2 separate regions of the Sus scrofa genome follow, and region 1 is linked to region 2. A link is a contact called in public HiChIP or PLAC-seq data. All regions are on one chromosome and are shown on one strand. The core of a region is the stretch at or near the end of the contact, and the rest is flanking DNA. Distances in the headings are between cores, read along the strand shown.

What was found. HiChIP or PLAC-seq counts read pairs in DNA pulled down with a chosen protein or histone mark.
Region 1: an H3K27ac HiChIP or PLAC-seq map of alveolar macrophages shows a contact between it and region 2. The contact joins the promoter of COMMD4 here to the enhancer-like site in region 2. A contact is called at or near these places in 5 of 47 Hi-C or Micro-C datasets (embryonic fibroblasts, mesenteric adipose tissue, omental adipose tissue and 2 more) and 1 of 2 datasets of contacts at active chromatin or transcription factors (alveolar macrophages).

Annotation. Positions count from the first base shown.
Region 1 is chr7:58,279,800-58,286,509 of Sscrofa11.1, forward strand. COMMD4 (COMM domain-containing protein 4) reads right to left here and starts at 3,329. Exons shown (of 8, transcript XM_001924389.6): 1 at 3,250-3,329. The coding sequence starts at 3,252. It overlaps LOC106504438 (taste receptor cell protein 1-like), which reads left to right and starts at 5,372. Exons shown (of 13, transcript XR_002345820.1): 1 at 5,372-5,690.
Region 2 is chr7:57,978,291-57,985,410 of Sscrofa11.1, forward strand. It overlaps CSPG4 (chondroitin sulfate proteoglycan 4), which reads left to right. Exons shown (of 10, transcript XM_003128485.6): 6 at 1,915-2,113; 7 at 2,193-2,327; 8 at 2,427-2,593; 9 at 6,811-6,994. Among named protein-coding and RNA genes, the nearest start is that of CSPG4, 33 kb to the left of the region's middle. Within about 2 kb of position 4,596, at least 5 of the 83 cell types and tissues checked have an H3K27ac peak or open chromatin away from gene starts, as enhancers often do. A contact at or near this core is called in alveolar macrophages, where this site is marked.

The DNA of each region.
Region 1 (6,710 bases), core at 2,079-4,578, 300 kb after region 2:
AATATCCTCCACCCCGCCGCCCACCCTCAATCAACTGTGCTTCATCCTGTTTGCCTGGCAAAGCTCTAATGCTCAGCAATACACACGGTCATCTTTCCACGCCTCCACCTGGGCTGCTTACAGATGATGGAAACAAACCCCTGCAGATGTGACACTGTGAATCTATGTTCTCTCGATTCTGCTGGGCCCAGTGCAGCCCCGGAACTCCACGTCCTCTGCCTAGCCCCACCGTTCACCTTATCAGTCACTTCAGACATGCTCCACGACCCTTCAACTACCAACCCTCCTACTCCTTTTCACCTGCCACCCTACGGCCCACGATGACACCTGACCCCCCCATGCTGGGGCTTCTACATGGGCCTCCAATGAGGTCCTCTAGCCAGGGTCGCAAATGACTTTTGCCACCAAATCCAGTCTTCTTCCTTAACGCCTCGGCAGCATGTGACACAAACCCACCTCTCCTGAAGCAGCATGCTTTCCTGGATTTCTCCCTCTGGCCTGGCCTCTGGCTCATGTGCTGGCTCACCCTCTGTTCCCCAGCCACCAAATGGTGATCTCAGCAGAATGCCTGCTGTCATTACCCTGGGGCAGGGGTCTGGAACCGAAGGTGAGATGAAGAATGTTAAGGGCAGTCCGGCACTTCTTTCTCTATTTCAGTGGTTTTTAACCTTTTTGTGCCATGGACTCACCTGGCATCTAGTGAAGTCTGTAGGCCCTTTTCAAAACAATATTTCGTCGTTATTTTTAAAATATGGAATGCTTCACGAATTTGCATGCCATCCCTGTGCAAGGGCCATGCTAATCTACTGTGTATCACTCCAACACAAAAAAAAAGGTATTTTGGTTCCTTTTTTTTTTTTTTTTTTTTGGCTGCACCTGCAGCATACGAAGTTCTGGGGCCAGGGATTGAACCACACCACAGTGGTGTGTGTGTGTGAACATTGGATCCTTAGCCTACTTCACCACCAGGGAACTCCAACAGTGTTTTTAAATGTATAAAATACATAGAAAAAACCTACACAGTAAAAGAAACAAATTGGTGATGTGACATGTTTCAAGTCTAATTACCATAGTAATTTAGAAATAACCATAAACAATATGTAAACAATGCCAACAGCTGTAGTGTGATACAAAAATATCTATTATTATGACAAAGTCAGAGGTGCTGCTAATAGTAGTGGGTTTGCTGCCAACACACAAAACCAAAAGAAATACTAAATTTCAGTTTGAAGTTAGTGAAAATTAAGATGTAATATTTTTCCTAAGTTCAAGGGCCCCTGACTTCTACCCATAGCTGTCTTCTACCATCCCTGTATTTTTTCTGACTTCTACCATTATTGACATTACAATGTACTATTTACATTTTTACCATAAGTACATGTTCCTTGTGCAGGTTCTTTCTTTCCTTTTTTTTTGCTTGTTAGGGTCGCACTGGCAGCATATGGAGGTTCCCAGGCTAGGGGTTGAATTGGAGCTACAGCTGCCGGCCTACAACACAGCCACAGCAATGCCAGATCTGAGCCGCGTCTGCAACCTACACCACAGCTCACGGCAACACCAGATCCTTAACCCACTGAGCGAGGCCAGGGATCAAACCCACAACCTCATGGATCCTAGTCGGATTCGTTTCCGCAGCACCACGATGGGAACTCCTGCAGTTTCTTAAAATGCTGGTGTTTCTCTAGCTTATGTTGTAGGCCATCTCTTCCCTACTCACATTCTCACTGAGACAGGTTACATATTTTTAGGGTTCAATGATCATCTTTGTGCTGAGAACTCCCCAGAGCATAACTGCCATTGTATTCTTCTGAGCTCCAGACCCTTAAGTTCAATTATTACATTTTTAATTTTTTGGCCTCACCTGCATCATGTGGAAGTTCCCAGGCTAGCGAGTGACCCTGTGCCACAGCAGTAACCAAAACCACAGCAGTGACAGCACCAGATCCTTAACCTGCTGAGCCACCAGGGAACTCCCAAACCCTTAATTCAGGACGAGCCAGCTGCACCTGGAGCTCAGAAACCTCACTCAGCATGAATCAAAATAACTGGTGCTCTTCGTGCTGAAATCTGCCCCCTGCCACCCCACCCAGCACGACTACCTGGGAACCAAGCCCAGACCTCTCCCATTCCCTTTTTCCTCATGCATTTAGTCCATGAGTCCTGCTGATTCCCTCCCCCCTCTCTCCACCCTATCTGAAGCCATCACCATCTTCTGAGGGGTCTGCTGCCCCAGGCTGGGCTCCCTGTTCCCCTCTTGCTCCCTCCACAAATCAGCTTAAAGGCTCTTCCTAACTTCCCAGTGTCCTCTTCTTAAAGTCCAGACTCTTCTGTGTGACTCTCAAGACCCAGCAAGCTTCCGTCTTTGCCTACCTGTCCAGCCTCATCTTTCACTAATAGCCTCCAGTTTCTACTCTTCCAGGTGGTGAATTGCATTCATTCCTAGGGAATCATGCTCTCTCTCACCTAAATTCTTTGACTGCTGTTCCCTGTCTGAAGATACAGCCTCCTGACAACCCCCCTACACAATCTGTACCGCACTCAGCTAGCTTTCTTCCCTACTCCAGGGTCCTTGGGTGATGTCATCCTCTGGAAGCCTTCCTGACACTTTGCACAAGGCAAGTTAGGCCCCTTCCTCTCACATCTTAACTATGACTGCCCATTCAAGCTGCCAACTTTGCCCTTCCCTCCTGCAGTTGAAGACCCAGTGCCTGGCACAGTGCATGGTATAAAACAGGCACTCACAATCTGCTGAAGGAATGAATGGATGGATGAGTTGGGAAGTCCCCACCCCAAACCTACTCCTTTCTGGCTCTGGGAAGAATGAAGGGTTTTTCTAATAATGCAGAAGACCGCGCCTAATTCCAAGCAAGTTTTTCTCCAAGTCCCACAGGAGGGCTGGTAAGCGGGCACCTTTGGGAGGACCTACTGGGGCAGCGGAAGGCTTGAAGGGACAAGCCCCAGGCCCTGTCCCTGCCCCGGCGGGTGTGGGCCTTTCCTTACCGCGGAGGCACTCCAAGCCGGCCTGCCTGCCCTGTCCTACCCATCCTGATGGGGAGAGGGTGGAGGGGGGCTTTTCTCTATCAGACCCTCGGCCCTCAGGACTGCACCCAAGCGCCCGCTGCACGGCCTGGACAGACTGTCCAGCTCCTCGCACCCGGCGCGCCACCATCCCCACAGCGGTGAGATTTGGAGGCTCCTGCCCTGCCCAACCCCAGCACCCGATGCCTCGCATTACCCCTCATCCCTCACCATCGCTCCAGGAAGCCCGCGCCGGGGACGGTCTCCTTCCTGTCGTTCCTGGTCAGCTGATGCTGCGGTCACGTGACGCCGGGGCGGGGCTTTCTCCGAAGGGGCGGGGGCGACTCGCCCTGACCTGGCCTCCCCGGGCCGAGCGCGGGGGCGACCTAGTCCCCCAGAACCTTTCCCCGGAAAGAACTGGCTCCAACCCCCAGGCTAAGAAGAGAACCAAAACTGTAGGAGGAGGGAGTGGAAGCCCTTAAATTTGTTCGTTTTAAGGGAGTGGGAGCCCAGAGCCGGGTGTGACACTTAGAATCGATCCCTTCTGCTGGGCTATTCCGGTCGTTTCTATGGTTTGAGTCAGTAAGCAATGCCATTATGTATAGCGGTGCGCTGTGGCAGGACATATTTCTAAAACTTCACTGGACTAAAATATACACCCAAGAAATTGTACATAGTGTAAGCACAAAGCATAATGAATTTTCCTAAACTCCTTCTTAGGTGACCCTCAACCCAGCGAACCAGTGATCCCTGACTTAGGAGGAGACTTGGACCCACTGCCTTTTAATTGAAACTGTTCACTTGGTGTCAGACTGCTCCATAAATAGAAAAAGATGGAAAGCTTCCTAATTAGTGATAAAATTGATCTCACTTATAAAGAGCTTTTTAAAAATCATAGACATCATGTTGAAGTCAATGGTGTGTTACAACACATCATGTTAAAGAAAAATTTTAAGGGTATAAGAAAGGTTCCACTTATATTTTATCCTCTCAATAGCTTAAAGAGGAAGAGTATGGATAGATTTGGGGCAGCACTTATTTTATTAAAAAGGAGAAAAAAATTGGTGATGCATGAAAACTGCCTTAAGTTGATAGAGTATTTGAAAACCAAAACAGCAAACAGCAAACAAATTATTTAAATTTGGAAATAAGGCAAAAAGGTGGGTGGCATGTCCTTTTAATGTCATACTGGAACATTGTCTCATAGATTTGTTTTACAAATAATGATTATTTGACTATTTAGAGCCGTGGTTCTCAAATTTTAGAGTGTATCAGAATCACCTGCAGGGCTTATTAAAACAGTGTTGGCCTCATCCCCAGGGTTTCTAATTAAAGAGGTCTGGGATAGGACCTGAAATTTTGCATTTCTAACAAGTTCCTAGTAGGCTGATATTTCCAATTTGGGGACTATACTTTGAAAATCACTAATGTAGGAAAATATACCTGAGAAATTATATGTTAACTCATAGATTTCTCTCCAGTAGAAAACCCCAAAGATTACAGTTTTATTGCCCCATAGGATATTGTCAGGTTTTGTCTCTTAACTCAGCACACACTTCAAAATACCTTTCTGGGAACTAGAAATACTTCTCAAAATGCTCCTGGAATTAGCTTTACCATTTTACTGTTCCCTCATTCATTAAATATTTGATACACATTCCTTCACTTGTATGGAAGTCATGTTTTTCCTTTTTTTTTTCTTTTTGCAAAGTAAACTTAGACACAGTACACTTGTGTACTAGTCCTGGACTGGAGTATACACCTACTAGTGTATACTTTAATACTAGACCTGTTCCTGTTAAAATCAGGAGCAGTAATGCACTCCCATTACTATGATCCAGCATTGTTCTAGAGGTACTCAGGCCAGGGGTTCTCAACTGGGTTGATTTTGCCTCTTGGTGGATATTTGGCAATGTCTGGAAATATTTTTAGGCGTCACAACTAGGAAGTGTTTCTAGCATCCGGAAGGCAGAGGCCAGAGATACTGCTAAACGTCCTCCAAGGCATAGGACAGACCCTGGTCACAAAGAGTTATTTGGCCAAAAAATGTCAATAGTGCTGCTACTGAGAACCTGTGTAGTTAAATAAGAGATGGGAAATCCATTAGCATAAATATTGGAAAAGAATAAACTAGTATTTGCAGATGACAGACTGTTTAGAAAAGCTACGAGAAACACCTGAAGAACAATTGAAAATCACAGAAGGCCAGGTGGCGGGTGGAGTGTGCTGGGTATTGGGTGTAGACCAGGCTCTCCAGGCCCACCTGGGGAGGAGAAGTCAGAGGCCCACAGGTGAGCCTGGGCTCGTCTCAGTGAAGAGAGGGAAGAGGGGAAGGCTTCATAAGGAGGTGGAGAACTCAGGCCTCATCGATCTGACCTCCTGCCAGCCTAAGAGAAAGCCGGAGGTCAGAGATCGGAGGTCTTGGGAGCCCTGACCCAGCCGGGTCCCAGGTTTCACTGTGGGCGAGTCAGTCCAATGGCGGGGCCCTGACCAGAACCCAGGAGCCTTGGAGATGATCTGAAGACCCTATTTTTTGGCCCCCAGACACAGATCGCAGTGGGAGTTCAGGGAAGCCTCTGGCCAGGATGTGATTTTTTTTGGCTTCTAACGCCAAAGCCCACCTCATCTTTGTCTCCTCTCACCGGCCACACTTGTGCAGCCCCACGTTGGAGGTGAGTATCTCCCTGGTGGGGTCTGAGGGGCTGGGCTGAAGGCCCAGGGTCAGGGTCAGTTCCTAGAGCTGGACCAGGTGGCCAGTCCTAAGCAAGTCCTGTTCACCTTCACCACCAGCCAGGCCAGTCACGACTGTGGGCAAGGGAGGACCCCAGGGATGAGCCCTCACTGAGGCTGGCCACCTCCTGTAGCCCCAAGAGCAGCACTGGCTCCACAAGCCCCACCACAAGCCCTGCACCTGTCCAATCTGGCTCCCCAGGCTTTGAAAACACTGGGCTTTGTGCCCCTAACTCTTCACACAGGGTTCTCTGCCCAGGGGGCTGCTGAAAGGGAAACTGGTCTCACCTGCTTGAGAAAGATCTTAGGAAATCATTTTTTGGGGGAACCTGGGTCCACCTTCATTCCTTCCTTCCTTCATTCATTCCTTCACCTCTGTTCTAATGAGGTGCCTTTGGGTGGGCTCCTGGATGCTGTGGGATGAGGTCTGGTCACCAGGAAGACCAAGCCAGGATTAGACGCTTGAAGAGGGACCACAGATTGAGTTCACCTTTGATCATGAATTCATGAATGATTCTTGAAGTTCCTGTCATGGCTCAGCAGAAATGAATCTGACTGGTATCCATGAGGATGCAGGCTCAATCCCTGGCCTTGCTCAGTGGGTTAAGGATCTGGCATTGCCATGAGCTGTGGTGTAGGTCACAGATGCAGCTCAGATCTGGGGTTTCTGTGGTTGTGGTGAGAGCCAGCAGCTACAGCTCTGATTTGACCCCTAGCCTGGGAACTTCCATATGCCTTGGGTATGTCCCTAGGAAAAAAAAAATCCATGAATGATTCTTGATGAGTTAACCATTGATTCATGAATACATGATGAATTCTCCACAATTGTCCATGAACCACAGAGCTGGGGACCACATCCATGTGCTGGAAGGTGGCACACCCCCGGCCCCCAGTCCCAGCTCCGTAGGGATAGAAGTTCCTATGCTTAGGACTCTGTTAGACCTTGCCTTTTGTATCTCTTC
Region 2 (7,120 bases), core at 3,346-5,845:
CTACAGCTCTGATTCTACCCCCACCCTGGGAATCTCCATATGCCGTGGGTTCAGCCCCAAAAAGACAAAAAGATAAAAACAAAAAAAACCCTTGAGGGTGGACTCCAACTGCTCCCCACTTCCACCTGCAGCAAATCATGGCCACAGCTTGGCTCCCCAGCTCGCTGCCTCTTACACTACTGCAGAGTAGTGGTGCCCCCATCCATCAGAAGTGGAGGTTGAGGCCAAGACAGGTATCATAACTTCTCCATGGGTCACAAAGGAAGTTACTGGTGGAACTGAAAGAGTGTGGCTTGACCGAGGCCACACAGCAGGATAGCGAATGGCTGGGCCTTGGATGCTGACTTCTATGGTATGAACTCTGGGTCAGAAGCAGCCATGGAAGGTTTCAAGAGAGGGCTGATGGGATGTCTGTGACATGGGGCACTGGGAATCTTTGCTGGTATAGGATGTGCCTGGTGGAGAGGCCAGCAGAGGGTAAGGTACAGCTAAGGGCTGCCCTGGGACCACAGTCAGATGGTGCTGTGTGGCATTTCAGCCACAAGATGGCGCTGCCCACTGTGTTTGTGCCGGGAACCCCGCGCTGACGCTTGGCCTCTGTACTTGGTGGCCCTCCTTCCAGTGTTCCGGCAGAGGTCTGCCTTGGGCTGGGGGAAGGAATCCCAGAGGGCTCAGTTTTCCAGGGATAGAAACCCCTCCCCAATACTGCCCATAAGTTGCTGACCCAGCAGGACATGTAACAGGGCCCTGGGAGCAGGATCCTGCCCTGCTAGCTGGTGGGAGGCCTCGGGGAGGAAGTGCTCCCCTTCCCTCTGAGCAGAGGGAGAGGCTGCCTGCACCCAGCATGTTCTCACCCACCTGCCTGGGGCCTGTGATTGCACTGGAAACACTGGGCTCCATCCCTCCCAGTATTGCTCCAGCTTACCAAGCCTCCCATACCCTCCCTCGTATGGAAGGGGAGCCCATTTCTAAATATCCTGGGCAGGAGTTCCCATCGTGGTGCAGCGGAAACGAATCCGACTAGGAACCATGAGGTTTCAGGTTCAATCCCTGGCCTTGCTCAGTGGGTTAAGGATCCAGCATTGCCGTGAGCTGTGGTGTAGGTCATAGACGTGGCTCAGATCCTGCGTTGCTGTGGCTGTGGTGTACGCAGGCAGCTATAGCTCTGATTACACCCCTAACCTGGGAACCTCCGTGGGCCGTGAGTGTGGCCCTAAAAAGACAAAAAGACTAAATGAATAAATAAATAAATAAATATCCTGGGCAGACCAAAATCACCATGCCCAGGAATTCCTGTTGTGGCGCGGCGGTAATGAACCTGACTAGTATCCATGAGGACACAAGTTCGATCCCTGGTCTCACTCAGTGGGTTAAGGATCTGGCTTTGCTGTGAGCTGTGGTGCAGGTGCTACTCAGATCTGGTGTTACTGTGGCTGTGGTGTGGGCCAGCAACTGCCACTCTTATTAGACCCTTAGCCCAGGAACTTCCATATGCCAAGGATGCAGCCCTAAAAAGCCAAAAAACAAACAAATAAACCACCGTTCCCATAGTGTGCCAGACTCACCATGGAGGGTCTGAAGAGAGACCCCTGCCCTGCCAGTGAACCACATTAAGCAGCACTCCGGGTCATGGTAAAGGGCTCTCTAGAGGTAAATTTCCATGAGTTCACCTTAGAGACAAGCAGGATTCGGGCAGGTGGGGAGCAGGGAGCTTTCGCATGGAGGCCCTTGGGCTAACAGGGCAAGGTGAAGGGGCTGGGGCTTTGTGCAGGGAAGCCCAGGACAGCGTGCACCTCCATGCCAGCTAAGAGCCTGAGCCCAGTGCTTGGAGCCCTGCTCGCCACCCCAGGGCCTGGGAGGAAGGAAGTGGGTGAGCTTGGCCAGGGCAGAACCTTCACAGGCTTGTGTCCCCAGATGTGGGAAGGGGCCACTGTGCCTATCCCTACGGAGGCCCTTAGGGGTGCAGACAACGACTCAGGACCCGAGGACCTGGTCTACACCCTTGAGCAGCCTATCAACGGACGGGTATTGCTGCGGACAGAGCCGGGCACCGAGGTCCACAGCTTCACCCAGGCCCAGCTGGACGGCGGGCTTGTGCTGTTCTCACACAAAGGTAAGTGCTGAGAGGTGGGGATGCCCTGAGCGTGGGCGCCGGCATGGGCCAGCGAGACCCAACTCCACCCCTGTCCTAGGAGCCCTGGATGGAGGCTTCCGCTTCAGCCTGTCTGATGGTGAGCACACTTCCCCTGGACACTTCTTCCGGGTGGTGGCCCAGAAGCAGCCGCTCCTCTCGCTGGAGGGCAGCCGGACGCTGACTGTCTGCCCAGGTGGGTGCACCACGCCAGGGTCATACTGCCTCTCCAGCCATTGCAGGCCTTGCCCTGGCTCCCGAGCCAAGGCTGACAGTCCCCTTTTGCCTCTCGCAGGCTCTGTCCAGCCACTCAGCAGCCAGAGCCTGCGAGCCAGTTCCAGCGCAGGCACCGACCCCCGCCACCTGCTCTACCAGGTGGTGCAGGGTCCCCAGCTTGGCCGGCTCTTCCACACCCAGCGGGGCCCCGCTGGGGAGGCCCTGGTGAACTTCACTCAGGCAGAGGTAAGGACCCCTCTCTACAGCCACCACTTAGACTCCGGCCTGGAATAGCCCACTCTGCCTCTGGACACACATGTGGACATGGGTACGAGCTCCAGCAGTGTTGGCAGCCACTCCCCGGGCTCACCATGGTCCAGCCTCTGCATGCCCCCCTCCAAGGGCCACCAACCAGTCAGGACCACCAGGGCTTAGTGTTCCGGGGCAGAAAGAAGGATGCAGGAAGTCAGAGCTATAGGGGCTCAGAACAGGGATGATGTTCTGGGGCTTGGCTTCTAGAAGAAACTACAGTTGGACCCTAGGAGCTGAAAATAATACTCTGCATGGGGGACACTAGATACCCCAATGGCTGATGGGGGCAGTGCTTGGTTCAAGGGGATAGAGTTTGGGATGAAGGCAGCTGCTGGGCTGGTGAACAGAGGTGTAAGCCTGGGGCTCAGGTCAAGAGCAGCAAGAAGCAGAATGGGTCCTGAAAGCAGATGAGTGGGCAGAAGGCAGCTGAGTAGGTGAGTTAGGAGCAAAGCTGCCATCCATCCATCCATCCATCACAGCAGCTTCAGGACACAGCTGTCCCACTGCACGCCAGAGGCCATCAGTGAAAACCAGAATTGAGCCACAGGAAGGGTCAGACCGATACGCTGCTGGGATCACAGAGCCCTCTATGCTGTACCAGTGGGGCCAACAGCCATCACTTAAATTAAGGTCCCTTCTAAGTGCAAAAGGTGCAAGCATTCTAGGGCAGCCCTGGTTCTCCCCAGGGCAGGGCAGTATGGAACTTTCAGGCATCGGGGAAGGAAGTCACCTTAACAAGGGCAGGAAGAGTCTCTCAGTCCTCTCGCATCAATATTCCCCAGGCCTGGGTTCTCTGTTCTCCCAGCTTCTGCTATGGCCCCCTTTCTGCTCCTCCCCACAATGAAATATTCAGCAGGCTGGAGGCTGTAGCAGCTGTGCACCCTGAATCCCTGGGAGCCTTTGTCACTGGATGCCCAGGAAGGAGGAGGAAGTCCCCTCCTGGACCTGCTCTGCTTCCCTCACACCCCAGCAATCCAAGTTCTAGAATGAATGGCCCCTAGGGGGTCTGGCTGGCAGGGCCACCCAGGGAAGCTGGGAGGAGGGCAGGACTGGGTGAAGGGGGCAGGCAGGACTGACAGCGCCACTGTCCCTCCATCCTCTGAGTTGGGTGGGGCAGAGATCAGCTTTTCCCACTTTACAGATGAGGAAACTGAGGCTCACAGAGAGAGGTCAGGTGACTTCATTCCAAGTCCATGGCTAGTAAGAAGCAAAACCAGGACTGTGCCTTCAGACTGCTGGCCCAAGATTTCTTTCACCAAAGAACACTGCTGGTTTCCAGAGCTCAGGAAGCCTTCCCACCTCACCTGTGACTTGCCTCATCCCAAGCCAGTCACCCCCACCCACAAGGAGCTCCTGTACCCAGACATCCAACTTCCCACCCCCACCCCTAAGGGTCTCCATTTCCTCCCCACCCACCCATTGGCCTGGGCCAGAGGTTACAGCTGGTAGTCCTTGCAGGCCACAGCTGGCCCACAGATGTGTTTTACTTGGCCTGCACATGCCTTTAATATTTTTAAATTAGTGGTCAAGATATAACCTTTGGGGGATTACACACACACACACACACACACACACACACACACACAGGCCCTGATTTCCAGTTTCTTATAAGACCTGTGTTCCCTCTTCCGGCCATCAACTGAAGAGCAGCTGTCCCTTTGACTGGCTCTGCTCCCGTCTCAACCAGGCAAGGCTCCCCAGTTCACAGCCCCCCTGCTCCTAGAATCTCCCGCACGCTGTGATCCCAGTCAGTTTCCCTCTCTCTATTGCACAAGTCCTGTTTTTCTGAGAGAAGGAAAATAGTTCCCTGTGTCTCCCGAAAGGGGAAAACAAAAGATAAGCCAAGAAGACACGTTGGGATTAGAAGGGGGAGGGAACGGATTGCTTGAGGGAAGTGGAGACTATGCCTTAGTGTTTAACAGGCAGATGGCCCTGGAGCACAGCGGGTGTGGCTGGAGTGGAGTTGCCGTGGGAGGCGTGGGAGGACGGGAGGTCACGGGTAACAGGGTCACACAGGGTCTTTGAGGCCAAATGAGCCCTTGTACTGTCTGAGCGAGAGTGACATAGCCTTATTTACATGGTTAAAGCTTCACTCTGGGAGTTCCCTTCATGGCTCGGTGGAAACAAATCTGACTAGCATCTGTGAGGAGGCAGGTTCGATTCCTGGCTTCTCTCAGTGGGTTAAGGATCCAGCACTGCCGTGAGCTGTGATGTAGGTGGCAGACACGGCTCAGATCCAGCATTGCTGTGGCTGTGGTGTAGGCCAGCAGCTATAGTTCTGATTCGACCCCTAGCCTGGGAGCCTCCACATGCTGCATGTGCGGCCCTAAAAAATAATAATAAAATGAAAGTTCACTCTGACATCTGTGTCAAGAACAAACTGTAGAGGGGGTGGAGCAGGGGCCAAAGCCAGGACGCAGGAGGTTTGGGGAATAATCCGGGCCAGAAATGATGGTATGTGAGAGGAGGAGAGGAATCAGTGGTGACTCAAGAGCTTGGGGCTTGAACCACTGGAAGAACAGAGCTGTGCCCTCTGCAGTGGGAACCTGGGAGCGGTGGGGCAGGTCAGGGATCATCTGGGACATACTGAGTTTGAGACATCCCTCAGACATCCCCACGGAGCTGCCCGAGAAGCAGGTGGTCATGAGCCTGGAGTTTGGGAGAGCACAGCCGGGCTGCAGATACAAATAAAGGGGTCATCTCGTGGCTGGCATTGGAGGATGTGAGGCCCACTGAGAGCCCGTGAGCAGTGCCTGTAGCTAGAGTCTCAAGGCCAAGCCACAGACATTGAGGAGAAGGGGCAGGACCAGCAAGAGTCTGTGAAAAGGCAACTAGTGAGGTCGGAGGGAGACTAAGAGAGCAGAACCTCTTGGAAGCCACCAGGTGCGCTCAAGGAAGGAACGCTCGATTGGGTAGAATGCCGCTGAGCGGATGAGTGAAAGGAGGCCTGGGAATAGACCACTGGGTCCAGCAACCCAGAGGCCATTGTGCCCTTGGCAGCCATAGGAGCAGAAGCCTGGGTGGAGTGCACTCAGAATGGCATGGGGAAGAGTGTAGACTATTCTTTTTGGACTCTGCTGCAAAGAAGAGCAAAAAAAAGAGTTCCCTGGTGGCTTAGCAGGTTAAGGATCCAGCATTGTCACTACTGGGGCTCCGGTCCCTGCAATGGTGGGAACTTGACCTCTGGCCCAGGAACTTTTGCATGCCTCAAATTCAGCCAAAAAAGAAGAAGAAAGGAGTTCCCGTCCTGGCTCAGTGGTTAACGAATCCGACTAGGAACCATGAGGTTGAGGGTTTGATCACTGGCCTCGCTCAGTGGGTTAAGGATCTGGTGTTGCCGTGAGCTGTGGGGTAGGTTGCAGATGTGGCTTGGGTCCCACATTGCTGTGGCTGTGGTGTAGGACAGTGAAGTCAAGAAGTTTTTTCTTTTTTTGTGTGTGTGCTTTTTTTTTTTTTTTTTTTGTCTTTTTAGGGCCACCCTCACTCACTGCATGTGGAAGTTCCCCGGCTAGGGGTCGAATCAGAGCTGTAGCTGCTGGGCCTACACCACAGTCACAGTAACTGGGGATCTGAGCCACGTCTGCAACCTACACCACAGCTCACGGCAATGCCGGATCCTTAACCCATTGAGTGAGGCCAGGGGTCAAACCTGCGTCCTCATGGATACTAGTCCACTGAGCCACAATGAGAACTCCAAGAGAAGTTTTTTCTTTAAGGTGGAGGGTTAGCTTAGTTGCGTAATGATAAGAATGACTCACCTGGGGGAAGAAAGACAGGAGATGGTAAGAGCGGTGTCTTCAGAGAGAAAAGAGGCAGGGATTTCATTGCAAAAGAGGAAAGATATGCTATTGAGAGAAACACAGAGAGGAAGACTTGCCCCAGGGGCAGAGCTGGGGCTTGACAAAGGCATCCAGCTGCAGCTCCGGGCTCTTCACTGTCATGGGACTGTTTTATGGTGACCCACTGAGTTGATGAGGGAGAGTGCAGGCTCCAGACAACATGATGCACAGCAGGGAGCACCTCAAGGGAGGCTGGACACTGAGGGGCTGGCAGGGAGCTCCAAATGCCCCACCTGGGACCAGCCTGTGATGAGGCTCCTGGGCACCACAGGCTAGACCTGCCTCCATCCCAACAATGGGTTATCCCCACAGGTATATGCTGGGAATGTTCTCTATGAGCACGAGATGCCCCCCGAGCCCTTCTGGGAGGCCCGCGACACTCTGGAGCTCCAGCTCTCCTCACCTCCTGCCCCCGACGTGGCCACCACCCTTGCTGTGTCCGTGTCTTTCGAGGCTGCCTGTCCCCAGCGCCCCAGCCGCCTCTGGAGGAACAAAGGTGAATTGCATGATTGAGCTGGCAAAGTTGGGGGGACACTGGGAGAGGCCCAGAGAGGAGGGGACATAGGCCAAGGTCAGTAGTTCATGGCAATTCCCAGGACATGGTAAATTATAGAGAGGGTGG